Regions from separate parts of the Mus musculus genome. Here all the other regions are linked to region 2. A link is a contact called in public HiChIP or PLAC-seq and Micro-C data. All regions are on one chromosome and are shown on one strand. Each heading gives the region's core, a stretch centred on a gene start, on an enhancer-like site or on the middle of the called end of the contact. The rest is flanking DNA. Distances are from core to core; before and after follow the strand shown. Region 1 holds the start of Clps (colipase, pancreatic). Region 2 holds the start of Zfp523 (zinc finger protein 523). Region 3 holds the start of Fkbp5 (FK506 binding protein 5).

Region 1 (2,700 bases), core at 162-2,661, 380 kb after region 2:
ACCCACTGAGCCATCTCACCAGCCCCCTTCCTTTCTTTTTATGAGACAGGATCTCACAGCCCAGGCAGGAGTGGATTTAGCCCAGGCTGGCCTCAACCTGTGACCGCCTGCCCCAGCCTCCGCAGAGGTGGGATTATACACAGGCATCATGTGCTTGGCTTCAGCCACTTCTTAGAGGAGCCTGTGAAGGTGGCAGCCATCTCTATACAACACCCCACACTTACTGGACACAGAGGCACTAGCTTTTTTTTTTCTCTCTCTCTCTGTGTAGCCCTGGCTGTCCTGGAACTCACTCTGTAGACCAGGCTGGCCTCGAACTCAGAAATTCTCCTGCCTCTGCCTCCCAAGTGCTGGGATTAAAGGTGTGCGCCACCATGCCCAGCTGAGGCACTAGCTTTTAATCTCAGCACTGGACAGGCAGAGTCGGGTGGCTATGCGTTCAAGGCTAGCCTGGTCTACAAAATAAGTTCCAGGAAAACCATGGCTACACCATGAGGTCCTGTCTCAAATGAGTAGAGGACTCTACCCTTGTTCAAAAGACATGTACAGAGGTTTCTGGGCTGTCCTGGGCTAGCCCACACCCCTCGCCTTCCCTGGGGCTGCTGGCCATGCAGGGCTTGCCCCACTGAGGCATGATGAGAAGGCAGCATGGGTCCCTGCACAGGGGCTACAGCCCCAGTTTCCCCAGCTTCCTCTGCCTGGCTCTGGGCTGTACTATGAAGATAAACTACACATCCTCCCAGCCTTTAGAACTGGGTCTAGTCCACAGAAAGGTATCATTAGGAGGCTGGAGAGATGGCTCTGCAGTTAAGAGCACTGACGGGTCTTCTAGAGGCCCTGATGTCCTCTTCTAGTGTGTCTGAAGACAGCTACAATGTACTCATAGAAATAAAAGTAAATGATAAAGGTATCATTAGAAGGTAGAAACTAGAGTCATTATCATGCGCTTTTTAAGAAAGTTGTCAGTCTTTAAGTCACGGGACCTTCCTATCCAGGGTTCTAGACAAGCCTTAGGGCTCTCTGTCTTTGCTGCAGAGAGCACTTTCTCCCTCTCAGTCAGGTGGAGTTCGGAGCTGTTCTCCATCTCTCTGGCAAAAAGGCTCCTAAGACAGCCGAGAACTCAGGGAGGGATGCCCTAGCTGTGTGCTGCCGGAGGTCAGAAGCCGTGCTTTCAAAATCCCCATGAGACTCGGCCGGCTGTACAGAGGTTCCTTACCAGGTTGATAATAAGACCCCGGGGTCCGGGAGCTGCATAGGCCACTGCAAGGAGGGACACAAGCAGAAGAACAAGGACCTTCTCCATGGTGTCTGGTAAAGCTGGGGTGGATGGAAGCTGGAAGTTCAGACAGCAGAAGGCAAGAGCCAAGTGAGGGAGAGAGCCTTTAAAGAAGCCCTATCTACACATGACCCGCCTTCGGCACACTGTGACACAAACAGTCACAGATGTGGTCTGTCAGCTGGGGGAGGGTCCTGATAAGGTGGTTGACAAAGGTCATATTGTGTGTGTGTGTGTGTGTGTGTGTGTGTGTGTGTGTGTGTATACTCATGCGTGCACGTACTCCAGTTCATGGGACTATGGGTCATGTTATCACACTATGGTTAAGACAATAGACTCTGGGGCTAAGTCTTTCAGTGTTAGAGTATTTGCCCACCCAGTGCTTATGAGCTCCTGGGTTTGATACCCAGTAGCACAAATAAGGGGGAAAAGGGGGGGATGGGAGGAGCTGTGTGAGGGAGTACCGGGAGGAGAGGGGGGCTAATATTGGGATGTAACGTGAACAAATAAATCAATTAATTTTTTAAAAAGTGTGGGGAGGACCCTGGAGGAGTAACTGTACAAGATATCAGCTGGCAGAGATGGGTAGCCTAAACGTTCTAGCTGAGCCTTCTGGTCTGTCAGCCAGAAGTGACTTCAAGAGCCAGAATGGTGGAGTGGACTCCATCTGCCGTCTTGAGTTAACTGGAAACTCCTGAAGTGCGTTTATATGACATATGGCCATATGCATAGCACGCCGAATCAGACTGTTACCTGAGAGCTCTGGAGATCTGATCTGGTGACTTGAGCATGGAGTGGCAAGGCTGGGGTGACTCACAAGAGGAACCTAAGGTATTTGTGTCACCTGCTGTGAGGCCTGCCCAAACTCAGGTGGGTGTGAGGTTTAGGCAACAAGGGTCTTAGGAGCTTACCATAAGATTTCCTCCCATGCTTGTTGGGGATCCCTTTGGCTACCCTGGCTAAAATATGCATGTTCCCTGAAGAACAACCCCCTGCCCGGCCCAGGGAGCTGTCTACAAGGCAGTAACAGCCCTGTTGGACTCTCTCCAGTGACTCACTCTGCACCTGCAAATTAAGTATAAAAGCGACACCCCACTGGGCAATAGTGGTGCCCACCCATCCTCCATCGCCACACTCCTGAGGTAAGGCTTTCAGTCATTCTGCCCCCTACCCAAGGTCGTGTATAGATGGGAGTACTCCCTACTCCTGCCTGGGAATGAAGTGGTCTCCGAGCCTGGCGGTGCAGGCTGGGAAGAGTCCAGCTGCTGGAGTGTGCTCAGGTGTGCAAACAGAGAAGCTTTCCCTGAAGGTCTGCTTGCCGCCTGCCACCACCAACCCCAACCCCAGGAGGTGGAAAGCTGCCTCTGGGGCCCCAGGCTGGGGTGCTTCTGGGCACAGTTTTGATCTTGACCAACTTGGCTTCA
Region 2 (2,700 bases), core at 82-2,581:
CCTGGTTTCACCTCCCCAGTGCAGGGGATTACAGTTGTACACCACCGTGTCTGGCTTTCTTGCTGTATTTCTAACCAATAATCCGTGCTATAAAACCCTGGAAAGATCCCATGTGTGTCGTGCTAGGATGGCAGAGCTGGCTCTAACTGGGTATATACTAGGGCACCAGGTGGAAATTCCAGTACCACACTGGGACCTCGGGGTTAACATGCCCGTGCCAAGGCTCCTCCCCCTTCATCTTCTTATTTTTAATTGGAAGCTTATTTTCTCTCAATTTCTGAAAATATCCTGAACCACAATTCCTCCCTGCTTGGAAGAGAGATAATAAAAAGAACTTTTAAAGTTAGGTGTCAGGTGTAAAGATGAGGCAGGAGGATCACAAGTTCAAGGCCACCTTGGGATCCACAGTTTGAGTCCAAAAAAAGGACAAAACTATGGAAAAACAGAGAAGAAAGGGGGCACTTGGTTTTGTTCCTCACACTGCTACCCTATCAAGGGGACCTGTTGGTTTTGGGGAGCTGATGGAGGAATGAATGAACGCCCAAGAACCTGAGAAGACTCTCGGGGCGTTGTCCCTCAGGGGTCGACCATCAGAGTGTCATTTCTCAGGGAAGGCAGTAGAAGGAAGCAAGTGTTGTCAGGGAACCTTCCTTCAGAGAGAATCATCCCTCAGGAAGATGAGTCGAGCAGAGGGGAACGTCAGGGCCCTTCCTCAGGGGACAGGATGGGTGCACCATCCCTCATAAACACTCACGTTCCCCAGGGCATATGGGAAAAGCCAGTACTGCAGGGAGAATTGTCCCGCAGGAAGGACTGTCAGGGCTCCATCCTTCATAATGCTGTCCCCCCACCCCCACCCCTCGGGCATCTTCCCACAAAGTGCAGGAAGGATTGTCCCTCGGGGTGCAGTCCATGCAGAAGGACCATCTCTCACGGAGACTGTCCACAGGGAGGACCGTCCCTAAGTCCCTCAGGGTGCTGAGCCCCAGTTCACCTTCTGACAGAGCGGGAGAGAAGCGTCCCTTAGGGTGAAGTCCCAGGGGGAGGACCATCCAGCAGAGATGACTGTCGGGACGCCATCCCTTGGGGCGCCGTTGCACAGGGCGCTGGGAGGACTGTCCCTCGGAGTCCCATCCCCTCCAGGCGTCTGGTCACCGTCCTCTGCAGGAACCACCTAGAGATACCTGCAATGGCTTCCTCCCGAGCAGCCCACCGCCGCTCGATTTTTTCCCCCGTTGCTATGGCGACCGCGGCTTCCACCCGGCGTCGTGACGTCATCACGCCCTCCCCGGGCGCCCGGGCTGGCGAGGCCGCGTCACCCGGCGGCCAGCGGAGAGAAGAGCGAGGCGGAGCTCCGAGGCTCGCCTGAGGAGACTCGGCGGCCTGGGCTCCGGGGCCCGGGAACCGGGATAAGCAGGCCGGCCGCCGCGGCGGAGGGGGGCGGGCTGGAGCGTGGCCCCGCGCTGGTCATCCGGGTTCCGGGGCCCGGCGGAGGCCGCGCCGGGAGCGAGAGGGAAGTGCGGCCGCCCTGGAACCTGGATATCGCGCGAGGCAAGCCGCGCGCGGGCGGGCTATGGCGCAGGCGGGTTGCGGGGCCGGCGCTGGTGGCAGGGCCCGGTGCATGGTGGTCTGTCGGCGGAGTCGCCCTCGGGGGCTGTCAGGTTGGTGGCCGCGGGAAGAGTGGGTCCACCGTGCCCCGAGGCGGGAGGCTGGGCGAACGCGGGGCCCCGGGAAGGTCCGGAGCCCGTCGTGCCCACCCTCCTCGGTCCCTGGCCTGGCGGCTGGGCCTCCCTGGACGGCGGCCTGGCCCCACCCCCACCCAGGGTCCCTGCCCCTCCATCCCGCCCTGAGACTCCTCCCCCAGGACTCCCAAACCCCGCCCTCCTCCTCCTCCTTGACCCCATACACACACTCCTGACCCCCAGACCTCACAAGGCGACCCCCAATTCATTGAGTGCTAACCCCAGCCCTGCTTCTGGACCCTCCAGTCTCAGTGCTGATACAATCATTACATGGCTTCCAAGAGGCCCGTAGTCCCTAGTGACCCCCTAGACTACCCTCTGTGGGCACCCCTTAGTCCTCTCCTGGCTTCTGCAAACCAGACTCGGGCTGTTTCCCACCCACTCATCCACATAACTCGTGATCTTCGCCCCGTAACACCATGATCATCTCACCCTCCTGACATCCCTCTTTAACCCCCCCCCCCGCCCCCAGCCTCCAGTGTCAATCAGCACATACATAACTTATGCCCACTGCCATGCCACCGTTGTGGTGATCAAGAGTAAATGGAAATGAAGTATCATTTGAGGCAGGAAAGGATTCTAGATTGAGTGTGTGGTTCAAGTTCAAATTCTATCATGTTGAGCTTTGGAAACCTTGGTGGAGGTCCTTTCCTTACGGTGGACTTGAGTTTCTGATCAGAACTGTGATGAGATTGAGTTTGGTGATTCCCCAATGTTTCTTTCTATTAAAATTCTGCAATTCTTAGTCAAGACAAAAATAGCGAACTTTTTTCTACGCTGCCTCAGAAATGTAGTCCTTGTAACCTCACCCTCCCACCCCCACTCCCAACCTGGGTCTACTGGCTTTACCGAACAGTATTTCTTCATTCCTGTGATTGTCTACACTCTGCCCCCTCAATTGGACTCTATCAGTTTGTAAAGCCGTGCAGCACAGAGCTTCCCACTGAGTTGACATCAT
Region 3 (2,700 bases), core at 99-2,598, 310 kb after region 2:
AAGGAAGCAAAGAAAGTGCCTATTCAACGCCCTGGTCCGCTGGAAAACACACTCCTGAAAGAAGAAGAAGGGAAAAAAAAAAAAAAAAAAATCCCCAAACCACCAGCTCCCAACTGCCGCATGCAGAATTTACTGAATGGCGGCCAAGCGCTGTACACCCTGTCCCGAGCCCCGCCGAGGGCTGTCCCAAGTTCTGCACGCTCTGCTTACGATCTGTACCTTCCAACGCTTTCGCCATGGCTGCAGACACCAATTATTTAAAAAATGAGGCGCAAGCGCTCCACCTGGCTCATCCACAGACGAAGATGAGGAGGAGGAAGATGGTCATAATGCAACGTGCTCCCTTAGATTCATCCCACACACACACACAAAATGCTGGGTTTGGAGTCAAGGACTATGGCCGGAACAGGAGTGGTGATGCCGCTGGGGCGAAGGGAATGAAGATTCCTAAAATAACTTTTATTTCCTTAGTATTATTGAGAGCGGGGGTGAGAGATGAGAATGTGTATCGGAGCCAGTGGTGTTTGTGCTGTGTACACAGGGAGGTCAGAGGACAACTCGCGGTTGGAGTCGGTTCCCCTACTACCATGTCGGTTCCCGGGATCGAACCCAGGTCGTCACGCTTGGCTGCAAGCGGCTGTACCCGCTCAGCCACCTCCGAGACAACTTTTAATTAGCCCTTCCTCCTCAGTACCTCCGAGACCCTCCGGTCACCTGCCTGCCCGGTGCGAGCCGGCTCGGGAGCGGCAGGTGAGGGCGGTGCCCGGCCGGCACGCCCATCGCGCGGCCCCGCGGACGCGGCGGAGCACTCCGTTATCCGCGGGGCTTGCAGGGCTCCGGAAGGCCAAGTTTCCTCCGCGTCCGGAGGGCGGCGTGGCGGAGCGACACGGGGCTCCCCGGACCTGTGGGCTGCGCGGGAAACAAAAGCCGCGCGCGGGCGAGCGAGCCGCCGCCGCCGCGCTGAGGGAGACGCTGGAGAAGAGCGCCGGCCGCTCCACCTCCCACGCGGGGCCCAGGCCTCCCGCGCGTCCCGTCCACGCCATCCCGGGGAAGCCGCGCGAGGGGCGGCAGAAGCGGGACCGCGAGCACGGGGCTGGCTCCGGGGTCCGCCGCGTGCGCGCGCCCCATTCCCGCGGCCATGGCGCCCGTACCTGTCGCCGCGTCCGCCGCCGCCGCGTCCCTCGCTCCGCGTCTCTCCGCCGCCGCGCGCGCCGCTCAGCCCGCCCAGCAGGCCGCCGCTCCGTCCGCACGCTCGGTCGCTCAGCCGCGCGCCGGACACCGCCGCCGGAGACTGGCAGCGCCCGCAAGCCGGCTAGTGCGCCGGGCAGCGCCCGCCGTCGTCCCGCCCCCGCCGGCCGCAGGACCCACCTCCCATAGGGCCACGGGGCTGCCAATCCGCCCCCAAAAGGCGCGCGGGCTGTCGCTCCGCCCGTCCCGATTGGTGGCCGTGCACTGCCTATGCAAATGAGGCTCCGCCCCGTTCGTTTGCATCTCCGCCTCTTCACCGCTGCCCACGTGTCTGGCCCTTGCCCTTTGTGGGGGCCGGAGAAGAGGGATGGAGGAAGCTGACTGACACCTCGCCTCGTCGTCCACTGCCTCCAGACTAAATACTGACCAGACAAGCGTCTGCCTTGCCTGTCTGTCCACCCAGCCTGCCCTTCACGAGCTGCAGAGGTCGGGCCATGCTGACCCCGGAAAATAACCTCCTGAACTTGAAGATGCTCCTTAGAGACTGGGAAAATGCGATGTAGCACCTAGCACCTCTCTCTCTGGACACCCAGTGGGCGTGAAGATGTCGCTTTCCCTTGAGGTTTCTGCCTCTCCAACACAGCAAGCAGCCCAGGTGATGAGGTCAAAAAGGAACCCAAAGGATGGCTGTTGAGCTAGGTCAGCTTCGAGATGGCACCCCCTCGCCACGTCTGGGTGACTCCTATAGACGCTCAGGAGCTGCACCTGGGGACTTGAACTCTAACTGTTCGGTTTTTAAGAAGATTCTTAGAAGAACGTTTATGATGAGTGTTTCGCCTGCTGGGTGTGTGTGTGTGTGTGTGTGTGTGTGTGTGTGTGTGTGTGTGTGTGTTTACTATGTGAGTGCAGTACCCAACAGAGGTCAGAAGAGGGCATCGAATCCCCTGTCACTGGAGTTGGAAGCATCCTGTGCTCTCCCAGCCTCTGGGAGAACAACCAGTGAGAGCAACTGCTCATAACAGCTAGGGAATCTCTCCAGACCCCCGGTTGGTTGGTTGGTTTGTTTGTTTGTTTGTTTGTTTTTTGAGGGGAGGAGAAACTATAAAAGTCCCAATTACCTATGGAATATTTTGTAGCCACAGGAAAATTCCATGTTTCCTGGTTCCATGTCTGCTTTTATTTTAGTTTTGGTTTTTTGTTTTGTTTTTTAAGATTTATTTATTTATTATTATATCTAAGTACACTGTAGCTATCTTCAGACACACCAGAAGAGGGCATCAGATCTCATTACAGATGGTTGTGAGCCACCATGTGTTTGCTGGGATTTGAACTCAGGACCTCTGGAAAAGCAGTCAGTGCTCTTACCCGCTGAGCCTTCTCTCCAGCCCCTAGTTTTGGTTTCTTTTGTCTTGTCTCACTTTAGAACTTATGAAGATACATGTCACCTTGTATGGTGATATATATCAATGTCCATATAACACATATGATATATATCAATGTCTATCACCCACA

Evidence for each region. Hi-C and Micro-C count contacts between places; a contact is called where the count stands out from the background. HiChIP or PLAC-seq counts read pairs in DNA pulled down with a chosen protein or histone mark.
Region 1: a FOXA1 HiChIP or PLAC-seq map of pancreatic cancer cells shows a contact between it and region 2. The contact joins the promoter of Clps here to the promoter of Zfp523 in region 2. A contact is called at or near these places in 4 of 39 promoter capture datasets (the C10 cell line, hippocampal neurons and liver) and 1 of 115 datasets of contacts at active chromatin or transcription factors (pancreatic cancer cells).
Region 3: a Micro-C map of embryonic stem cells shows a contact between it and region 2, with 4 times the contacts expected there. The contact joins the promoter of Fkbp5 here to the promoter of Zfp523 in region 2. A contact is called at or near these places in 3 of 39 promoter capture datasets (the 3T3-L1 cell line, maxillary cranial neural crest and pre-B cells), 1 of 484 Hi-C or Micro-C datasets (embryonic stem cells) and 2 of 115 datasets of contacts at active chromatin or transcription factors (embryonic stem cells and pancreatic cancer cells).

What each region holds. Positions count from the first base shown.
Region 1 is chr17:28,559,355-28,562,054 of GRCm38.p6, forward strand. It overlaps Clps (colipase, pancreatic), which reads right to left and starts at 1,412. Exons shown (of 3, transcript NM_025469.3): 1 at 1,217-1,412. The coding sequence starts at 1,303.
Region 2 is chr17:28,175,865-28,178,564 of GRCm38.p6, forward strand. It overlaps Zfp523 (zinc finger protein 523), which reads left to right and starts at 1,332. Exons shown (of 14, transcript NM_001357995.1): 1 at 1,332-1,661.
Region 3 is chr17:28,484,801-28,487,500 of GRCm38.p6, forward strand. It overlaps Fkbp5 (FK506 binding protein 5), which reads right to left and starts at 1,349. Exons shown (of 11, transcript NM_010220.4): 1 at 1,152-1,349.